Regions from separate parts of the Gossypium hirsutum genome. Here region 2 is linked to region 1. A link is a contact called in public Hi-C data. All regions are on one chromosome and are shown on one strand. The core of a region is the stretch at or near the end of the contact, and the rest is flanking DNA. Distances in the headings are between cores, read along the strand shown.

Region 1 (4,313 bases), core at 669-3,168:
CTACACGTTCCCTTCTTACCACATACATATACAATACCTCTTAGTGGATTTTGACAAGTGTCAAATACATACATAAATTGTACCTTTAATGTCCTACAAAAATTAGAGAGAGTATATAAATACATATACATAAATTGTACCTTTAATGTCGATGCTATTTGACCAGTCAATCTATTTAGTTGACTCCCAACCAATCACATTACAGAACCCATCTTGGTCATCTTTTGAGCACACTTGGTGTACCATACCTATGGCGATAACTCGTAAATGGCGTGGCCTTAAAGACACATTAGCCCTTTATAGTTTTAACATATACTTAGTAGGCATGTCATGCTCAACCAACATTCTGAAGCGTACTCTTCGTTTTTCATATTCTTTCTTCAATTGAGAATAAATCCTTAAATACTTCTATAGACGGATACTGTATGCGCCAAACATCAATTCACTAAAAGCCTAAGAATTGATGGACTAACTACCATAGTGCGCCAAACCGATAACTTCACATCTACACGCCTTCTTCTTGGATCCGCCAAATTTGAGGTGTGACACATTTAGTACTTGAACTTGACACTTTTTCTTAATTTGGTACCTAAATTTCTTTTTTTTGTCCAATTCGATATCTGGACTTGACATTTTTTTTCCTAATTTGGTACCTAAGCTTTTTTTCTCAATTTGTACCTAAACTTGTCAAACGTTATACAAATTGCTCCAATATGCTAATAATGTTTTTTTATGAGGTACTAAAAATAATCAATGTATGATTGAAATGTGACAGATGACATCATTTTTTTTATTCTAAATGTTCAATTACATTTAGTTCAATTTATTTAATTTATTTTAATGTTTTAATTTAACATAATGAATTTATTTTATTTTGGGGGTTTTAAAACTCTTATTTTTCTTCTTCAATATTCATTTGTTAAGCAAAACTCAAAGTAGTTTTTTAACATAAATTTCCTCTAATTTTGATAATATTTTTATAGAATTGAGGGCTTTATGAAGATCAAGCTATGTTTTAAGCATGCGATCCCTCTTGAATCATTCCTGCCATTAACAGTCAAATTATTCTCAGTCCTTATGAAAAGTAAAATTTCAGCATATTGTTTAATGAAACAACGAAAACTCCAGATAAATGTAATCGTTCCTATCATTAAATTCCATGTCATTTGCTACATGTTGGTTATACACTAGCTACTCTTTTCCACTCATAAAAAATGATACTATTAGTGTTTTGGATAATTTGTATAATATTTGACAAGTTCAAATACCAAATTAGACAAAAAAAAACTTAGGTATCAAACTAAGAAAAAATGTCAAGTTTGGGTACCAAAGGTTAGATTAAGCATTATCTTATTCATAAATAATAAAAGGTTAATATATTGTTTGATACATGAATTTGGCTTCAATGTTCAATTCGGTATTTGAGTTTTTTTGTCCCAATTTGGTACTTGAGTTTGACTTCAAAGTTCACTTTGGTACTTGAGTTTTTCTTTGTCCCATTTAAGTACCTAAGTTTAGCTTCAGTGTTTAATTAGGTACTTGAGTTTATTTTTTTGTCACAATTAAGTACCCGTATTTTTTTTACTAAAGTATACGTTTCAAACATTCATTGGGTTGTTTGGTCTAGGTACCAAATTGAACATTGAAGCTAAACAAGTACCAAACTGAAACAAAAATCTTAGATTCCAAATTAATTATTGAAACCAATCTCAAGTACCAAATTATATATTACCCCAATAATATAATATCGATACATTTGAGAATTCTCAAATTAAAATGCTTTAAAATTTGAAATCAATTCAAAATTTAAGCATGGTGACAATGCAATTAACCCTAAAAATAATTTATAATGCTTAAAGCCAGGTCCTTATGAGGTCCGTAAATCGCCAAAACCTGGCCTCCTTCCAGCCATGGGCTGGTATTGTTGTGAAAAGGCGAAAAGTAACAAAATACCGAAGCCCATTTACAAGCACAATGTCTCTATTTGCGAACCAGACCCAGCTGATCCTCGATCCTGGACCTTCCATTTGCCTCAGGCAACCCAAATATTCATTCCTCGTTCGCTCTCAATCCTCGCCACTAAATTTTACTTCTTAAATTTCATTTTCTTTTGAAATATTTCAATTTTCTTACTGATCTAATTGCTTTACTGGTTAGACTTGTAAGAGGTTTCGATAGATCCCTCGAGTAAATTAAGAAAAGATGGGAGGAGGAGAACATGGAGGGCATGGAGCAGAGGATTTCAGGACGAAGGTGTGGAGCATGTCTGGTGGCCCATATTGCCGGCCCAAGCACTGGCGTCGCAATACTGCGATTGCTATGTTCGGCGTTTTCCTCATTTGTATCCCGATCGCCATGAAATCCGCCGAGCTCGAGGTGCCCAAGTCCCCATCTTTCCTCACTTTATTACTGTTTTTTATTGCTATTTAGAACGTATATTGCCCTAATTATATGAATTGCTAACTGCTAAGTGCTAAGTCTAGGTTTAACCCTTTTGAAAATCTAAAGATTTCGAACAATATAAAGTATTCATGCTAAGATTTCTGTTATGGATTTGCTGGATCCTAATGGAAATTGTATTATAGTTGGTCAGTACTAGTAGAGTCTTAATGCATATCATTTGGAATTAGATAGAAGGGATTGGTAAGGTGAGGCCTTAAATTAAATAGTTCGGTTTTAGTTTGTTTTGATATAAATGTCGGTTGAAGGTGAAACTTGAAATTTTATATATAAATGAAGAGTAGCTGCTGATTATTCAGATACTTAGTTGAATGTTAGCTAGGTGTATATCACGGTCCCCTAATTATTATTTTCTACACTGTAATCACAAAGCAAATGGTTTACAAAGTTTTGAAGTTCATAAAAATTGCTGTCAGTTTCATAATAACCCATCAATGTTGTGCAAAAAATTGTTTTCCCTAGTAGCTGCTGGCTGCGTACTTATTCTTGATTGAATACCAATCTGCTTGCTTTTACATTTATTCATAATGATGCAAGATTGCGGCTTGCTATTTTCTCACCTGTTAACTTGAAGTTTATTTCCTGTATGGCATTTATTCCCTGATCTTGTACGGGCAATACTGCAATGTTAGGATGTCAATTATCGTTCACTACATGTTACAGTGTCACTTCATCAAATGATTGAAAAGCCTGTAACCACGTCTTATCTCCTTAAGCGGCCGCAATTTCATTATATCCGTGCTATGCTAAATTCTATTATTTCTAGTAGCATCTAGCTTTGCACTTATTCCTTATGAATCCCAATCTTCTAATGTTTGCCATTTTGTGTAATAATCTTAGATTGCAGCTTCTTATTTTCTCATCTGTAAACTTGAAGTTGAATTCCTCCATAGCATTTACTCTCTAATCTTGTACTGGCAATACACCAATGTTAGAACTTAGGTCAACTGTCCATCTTCATTCCGAGATGGTCAATTTATCATTTGCTAAATGTCAAATTGTCACTTCATCCAATGATTGAAGCCTACCTTATTTTTATTGCTTTTATATGCATTTCTTATCTCCTTAAGTGGCTGCAGTTTCATTATAACCCATTGATGCTATGCAAAATTCTACTTTCTCTGGTAGCTGCTAGCTTTGTACTTATTCCTTATTGAATGCTGATCTTCTATTTACCATTTTATGTAATAATCTAAGATTACAGCTTCTTATTTTCTCATTTGTAAACTTGAATTTAAATTCCTTCATGGCATTTACTCTCTAATCTTCTACTGGCAATACACCTATTTAGAACTTAGAAGGTCAAGTGTCCATATGGCTTCCTTCCAAGGTGGTCAATTTATCATTTGCTTTTATTAAAAAAAAAAATTATCATTTGCTAAATGGCACATTGTCACTTTATCAAATGATTGAAGCTCTTATCCTCATTTTTATTGCTTCTATATGCACTTCTTATCTCCTTAAGTGGCCACAGTTCCATTATAACCCATTGATGCTATGCAAAATTCTACTTTTTCTAGTAGCTGCTAGCTTTGCACTTATTCCTTAGTGAATGCCAATCTTCAAGTGTTCATCAGTTTATGTAATAATCTAAGGTTGCAGCTTTTTATTTTCTTCTCTGAAACTTGAAGTTAAATTCCTCCATAGCATTTACTCTCTAATATTGTACGGGCAATTCACCAATGTTGGAACTTAGAAGGTCAACTGTCCATATGACTTCATTTCAAGATGGTCAATTTAACATTCGCCAAGTGTTGCATCGTCACTTCATCAAATGATTGAAGCCCATTGCTTTGCATGTACTTCTTATCTCCTTATGCAGCTGCATTTTCAACTAACCAAAACTCTCACTG
Region 2 (4,551 bases), core at 1,054-3,553, 58 kb before region 1:
ATTAATTTATTATTTTAAATTCTAAAATTAAATTCATTAATTTTTATATTTAGTTTTAAAGTTAAAATTTTCATAAAAAATTTAATTTAAATAATATTTTTTATCCTTAAAGTATATTTAAAGTTCAAATTTAAAAAATAAAACATAATATAATATTTATCATAAAAATAAATATTATTTGATTAAAATAATTTTTTTAAATGTTATATTTTAGTGGCGTTTTTGTGAGAAGCGCCGCTAAAGGTATCGAACTATAGCGGCGTTTGTGGTAAAAGCGCCGCTAAAGGTCTCGATCTATAGCGGCGTTTGTGGTAAAAGCGCCGCTAAAGCTCTTCAGCTATAGCGGCGTTTGTGAGTAAAGCACTGCTAAATGTCTTGAGCTATAGTGCGTTTGTGGAAAAGTGCAGCTAAAGGTCTTGAGCTATAGCGGCGTTTTTGGGAAAGCGCCGCTATAGCTCAAGAGCTTTAGCGGCGTTTTTCAAAAAAAAGCTGCTGAAATTAGCGACTCTGTCATTAGCGGCGTTTTTAGCGGCGTTTCTCAAAGCGCTACTAATGCTTTTAGCGGCGCTAAAAAACGCCACTAAAGGCCTAAAAAAGCGCCGCTAAAAGCCTGTTTTGGTGTAGTGACTGCACTTCAATTGGTATTTTTTCTTTTGTTTAATTAATACCTTTTTTAAAAAATTGTTCTGGGATGGGGAGAGAAACAAAAAACATAAAAAATATATATGTTATAATAAACGCGAACTTGATAAAATAATTGGGCCTTATTTATCTACTTTTAATGTGAAATATAGTTATTGGACTATAAACCTTATTTTTGAAACAATAATTTACATCAATATACAGTATAATTAATATTAATATCTTGAATTTAGAAATAAAAAGAATTACACTCCCAAAAAATAATATATAAATTCGAAGTAACGGAGGCAAATTGTTCAAATGAATAAACATTCGAAAGAGGCGACCACCCTACAACCTTAAATCAATTTTGTTTCGATTGAGTATCTACAAGGTCCATGTATGATATGAGTTGGATCCAATTATTCTGTCTAGTATTAAGTGGATTAATTTAGTCCTTATACTATTAAAAAAGAATCAAGCGAGTTCAAATGGTAAAGGATTTAACATTTATTATATAAAAATATCCTGAAATTTATTATTTTTAATTGCAGTTCAATTCCAAATAAAATATTTTATTGACAAAACCATAAAAATATTAAGTGTGTTAAGCAATAAATATTAACTATATTCCAATTTGGCCTTGATTCTTTTTAATAGTACAATGATTAAATTAATCCATTTAATAGTAAAGGGACTAATATGATTATGTCCCTACAATCAGGGACGAATCTAGAAGTTTATCTTTGGAGGGGGTAAATTATAATTTTATCTTTATATGTGCTTGTTGAAAAAAAAATGAGGCCTAAATTTATTTTTGACCATTTAAAAAGATATGGGCTTTCTATAAATCGGTTTTAAAAAGATATAAACATTTTGTTGGATGAGGTGAGGTGAATGGTTGAAAAGGCGGATGGATCCCACACGAAGTATGGGTGTGGGGTGAGTGAAAAGGAGATGAAATTAAATACAAGCAAAACGAGCATATGATTAGATTATGGCCTTACCCCTTCATTCCCAGACAGATAAATTAATATATTTCAGAATCAGACTGCAAATTACCAACTTTGTTGACAAGTTAAATGGTTTAACCTACTCCCTGTACCTCTCTTATGTTTAATTTTGAGGCTTCCTGTCTGTTTGGCTCCCAAAGCTTCATGTTAGCTGCCATTGCATTAACTCCATTTCACAACTAAGCCATAAACGCATAGACTCACACCCCCCCTGAAGGGAGACGAAAAGGGTCAAAGTTCCAAGGGGGAGGGTTACGTCATACGTAAATCTCACAAGGGTATTTGCATGCAATGTGACAAAGAAAAGCTTCAATAATGATGAAACATGTGTTTGTAGAAATGCGTGAATGGGTTTGACAAATCCATAACAGTCGCAGTATTATTTTTCCTGGGAGATACGAGACAAGGATACCTTTTGGGGAAGCTTTTTAGAAAAGCATGAAAATGATTTTTTTTTTTTCAACTTTGATGGGCCTTCTTATTTAAAGCTAGAGGATAATTGGAGCTTTGAGTTTGATGTTGCAATTTCATTTTCCTTGCTTGGAAAGAAAAAGGGTACTCAAAAAGATAAATGGCTTTTAATGCAAATTGGAAGATGATTGAGTGGACAAAATTAGCAGCATTAATGCAACGAAAGGGGTGTTGGATGGACGTTGGGTGGGGCTTGGCCTAACTGTGAAAGAAATGTATACTCTCTAATTCTACCTGGATGGATGAGTTGAACTGGCCTCTCAATAATACAATCTTCACCATAATTACCTACTTCTTTAGGGTGAATGTGTCCCAATTTTTCAAATATGATTGAGTATGGGTTACACATAAAATTTATGAGATGTTACAACCTAATAATAGGGTTTGGGTTTGGGTTAAGGTTGGAGTCACTAAAGTTTTTAACTTCATAAGTATCATAGGTTGATGACAAGTTTCCTATAAAGATATAATAAAATATTATATAAATAAAATAGATATATAACAAACTTTTAAGACTGTTTGTGGAACAAAAAATATGTACTACTAATGTATCAAATACTAATCATTTAAATAACTTAAACCTTAATTAAAATTAATTTTTTATTTTATTTTATAAAAATAAATATTTTATCTTTAAAATGATAAAAATAACTTCAAAAATTCTATATAAAATTATTTTTCCAAAAAACTATATAACAGTTATTAATTATTTTTTATTTACTTCAAAACTAAGTTTTTAGAGATATTTATATAAAAAAAACTAAGAAACTTCATTAAATAATATGTAAAAGTGATAAAACAAAACCTATTTTATTAAAATAAATTCAAGAGACATAAAAAATCAAAATTTCAAATCAAATTATTATGAAAAGTTTCCAAAATTCAAAAAATATTAATAATACAAAAAATTATTAGAAAAATATAAATTTAATTATTAAATTATCAAAATATCAAAATATCAAAATTTAAATAATACAAAAAATTATAAAAGTTTATAAACTATTTGTGCCGCGCATTATCAAAAGATGACAATAGATCGGGCATGTTCGTGGATATATAGTAAAACCTCGATAAATGGATATTTGATAAATTAATAATCTCGATTAAATAATAATTTTTTTGATCCCGAACTTGGGTCAAGGGGATAAAATAATAACCTCGCTAAATGTATAAGATAATAATTTTTAAAAAATCCTTAAGGGCACAATGAAAATATAAAATAATAAATCATTAAATATACTAAAAATTATATATACAATACATAAAACTAAAGTGCTTTCTAGACAACTCTTATTTTTTTTCAATTTTATTCATTGCTAAAATATGCATCTATAGTTAACTGCTTATTCTTTGCATGTGAATCATATACAATTTCATCTTCAACTTTTAGAAGGGCATAAACCAAATCTGGTATATTCTTCTCGTGTTGTGTTAAATAATTCTTCAAGATATCCACAATTAGAAAAGCCTATTTTGGAGAAACATGTGGTAAAACAATATTGTCATCTGGATCTTGCTCGTCATCAGTTGGCACATCCATTACTCCTTGAATAATTTCTTCATCCGTAGGTAACTCCATTAAAGATTCATTTTCACTTGGATAATTCAAAATTTGCTCAACATCCATGACATTTCTATAGTGTAAATCAGAAATTATTGCTTTTAATTTATGAATGCCTTCAATATCACCAATTTCTTGTTCGAGAGACATATCTTCCTCGGATTGAATTTTGCAATGTTAGAAACAATTTGCAATAGTTGTAGGCTTCACACCAATATTCCAAGCAGCATTAATAAAATGGATTGCATCCAATACATTATTTTTTTTAGGATTTATTTCTCCTTTCTCGTAACCTTCCAAGATGCTAGAATAAAAGCGACGTCGATAATAAATCTTAACAGTTCTAATGATTCCAGCATCACATGGTTGAATTTTTTATGTTGAAGTTGGAGACAAAAAGAATAATTCAACGTTTCTCAAGCCTTCGATAACATTGGGATGGGATGAGCAATTGTTTACTATAAGCAACACCTTTCTACCAATCATTCTAGCATCAAACCAACGAACAAACCATAACAATAAGTCTTTCCTTGTCCTTTTTTCGTCCTTCTAATTGCTTTGTAGCCAGTGAATGATCTGTTTGCAAACGATAAAATAAGCTTGTTTCATCCATAATATAGATATCCTTCCAATCAAAATTTTCCTATTTAGCTCTTATTTAAGGTAAAGCATATTCAATATTCTCCATAATAACTGAACCACTTTCACCAAATCTTCTATAAAACTTAATCCCATGTCTTTCCTTGAACCGTTCTAGCCAACCAATCGAGAAGTTAAATTCGGAATTTGCATCACCATACATTTTGTGTAGAAACTCTTTTGCTTTGGTTTGAATCATTTCTCCAGTCATGTTTACTTTCTCTTGATATTGGAGAAACCACTCAT

Evidence for each region. A called contact is a pair of places that touch in the nucleus more often than the background predicts.
Region 2: a contact with region 1 is called in a Hi-C map of leaf, with 2.1 times the contacts expected there. The contact joins the enhancer-like site here to the promoter of LOC107954553 in region 1.

Annotation. Positions count from the first base shown.
Region 1 is chrD07:25,047,721-25,052,033 of Gossypium_hirsutum_v2.1, reverse strand. It overlaps LOC107954553, which reads left to right and starts at 1,918. Exons shown (of 2, transcript XM_016890144.2): 1 at 1,918-2,376. The coding sequence starts at 2,203.
Region 2 is chrD07:25,105,798-25,110,348 of Gossypium_hirsutum_v2.1, reverse strand. It overlaps the pseudogene LOC107956126. Among protein-coding and RNA genes, the nearest start is that of LOC107954556, 6.7 kb to the left of the region's middle. Within about 2 kb of position 2,303, at least 5 of the 9 cell types and tissues checked have an H3K27ac peak or open chromatin away from gene starts, as enhancers often do. A contact at or near this core is called in leaf, where this site is marked.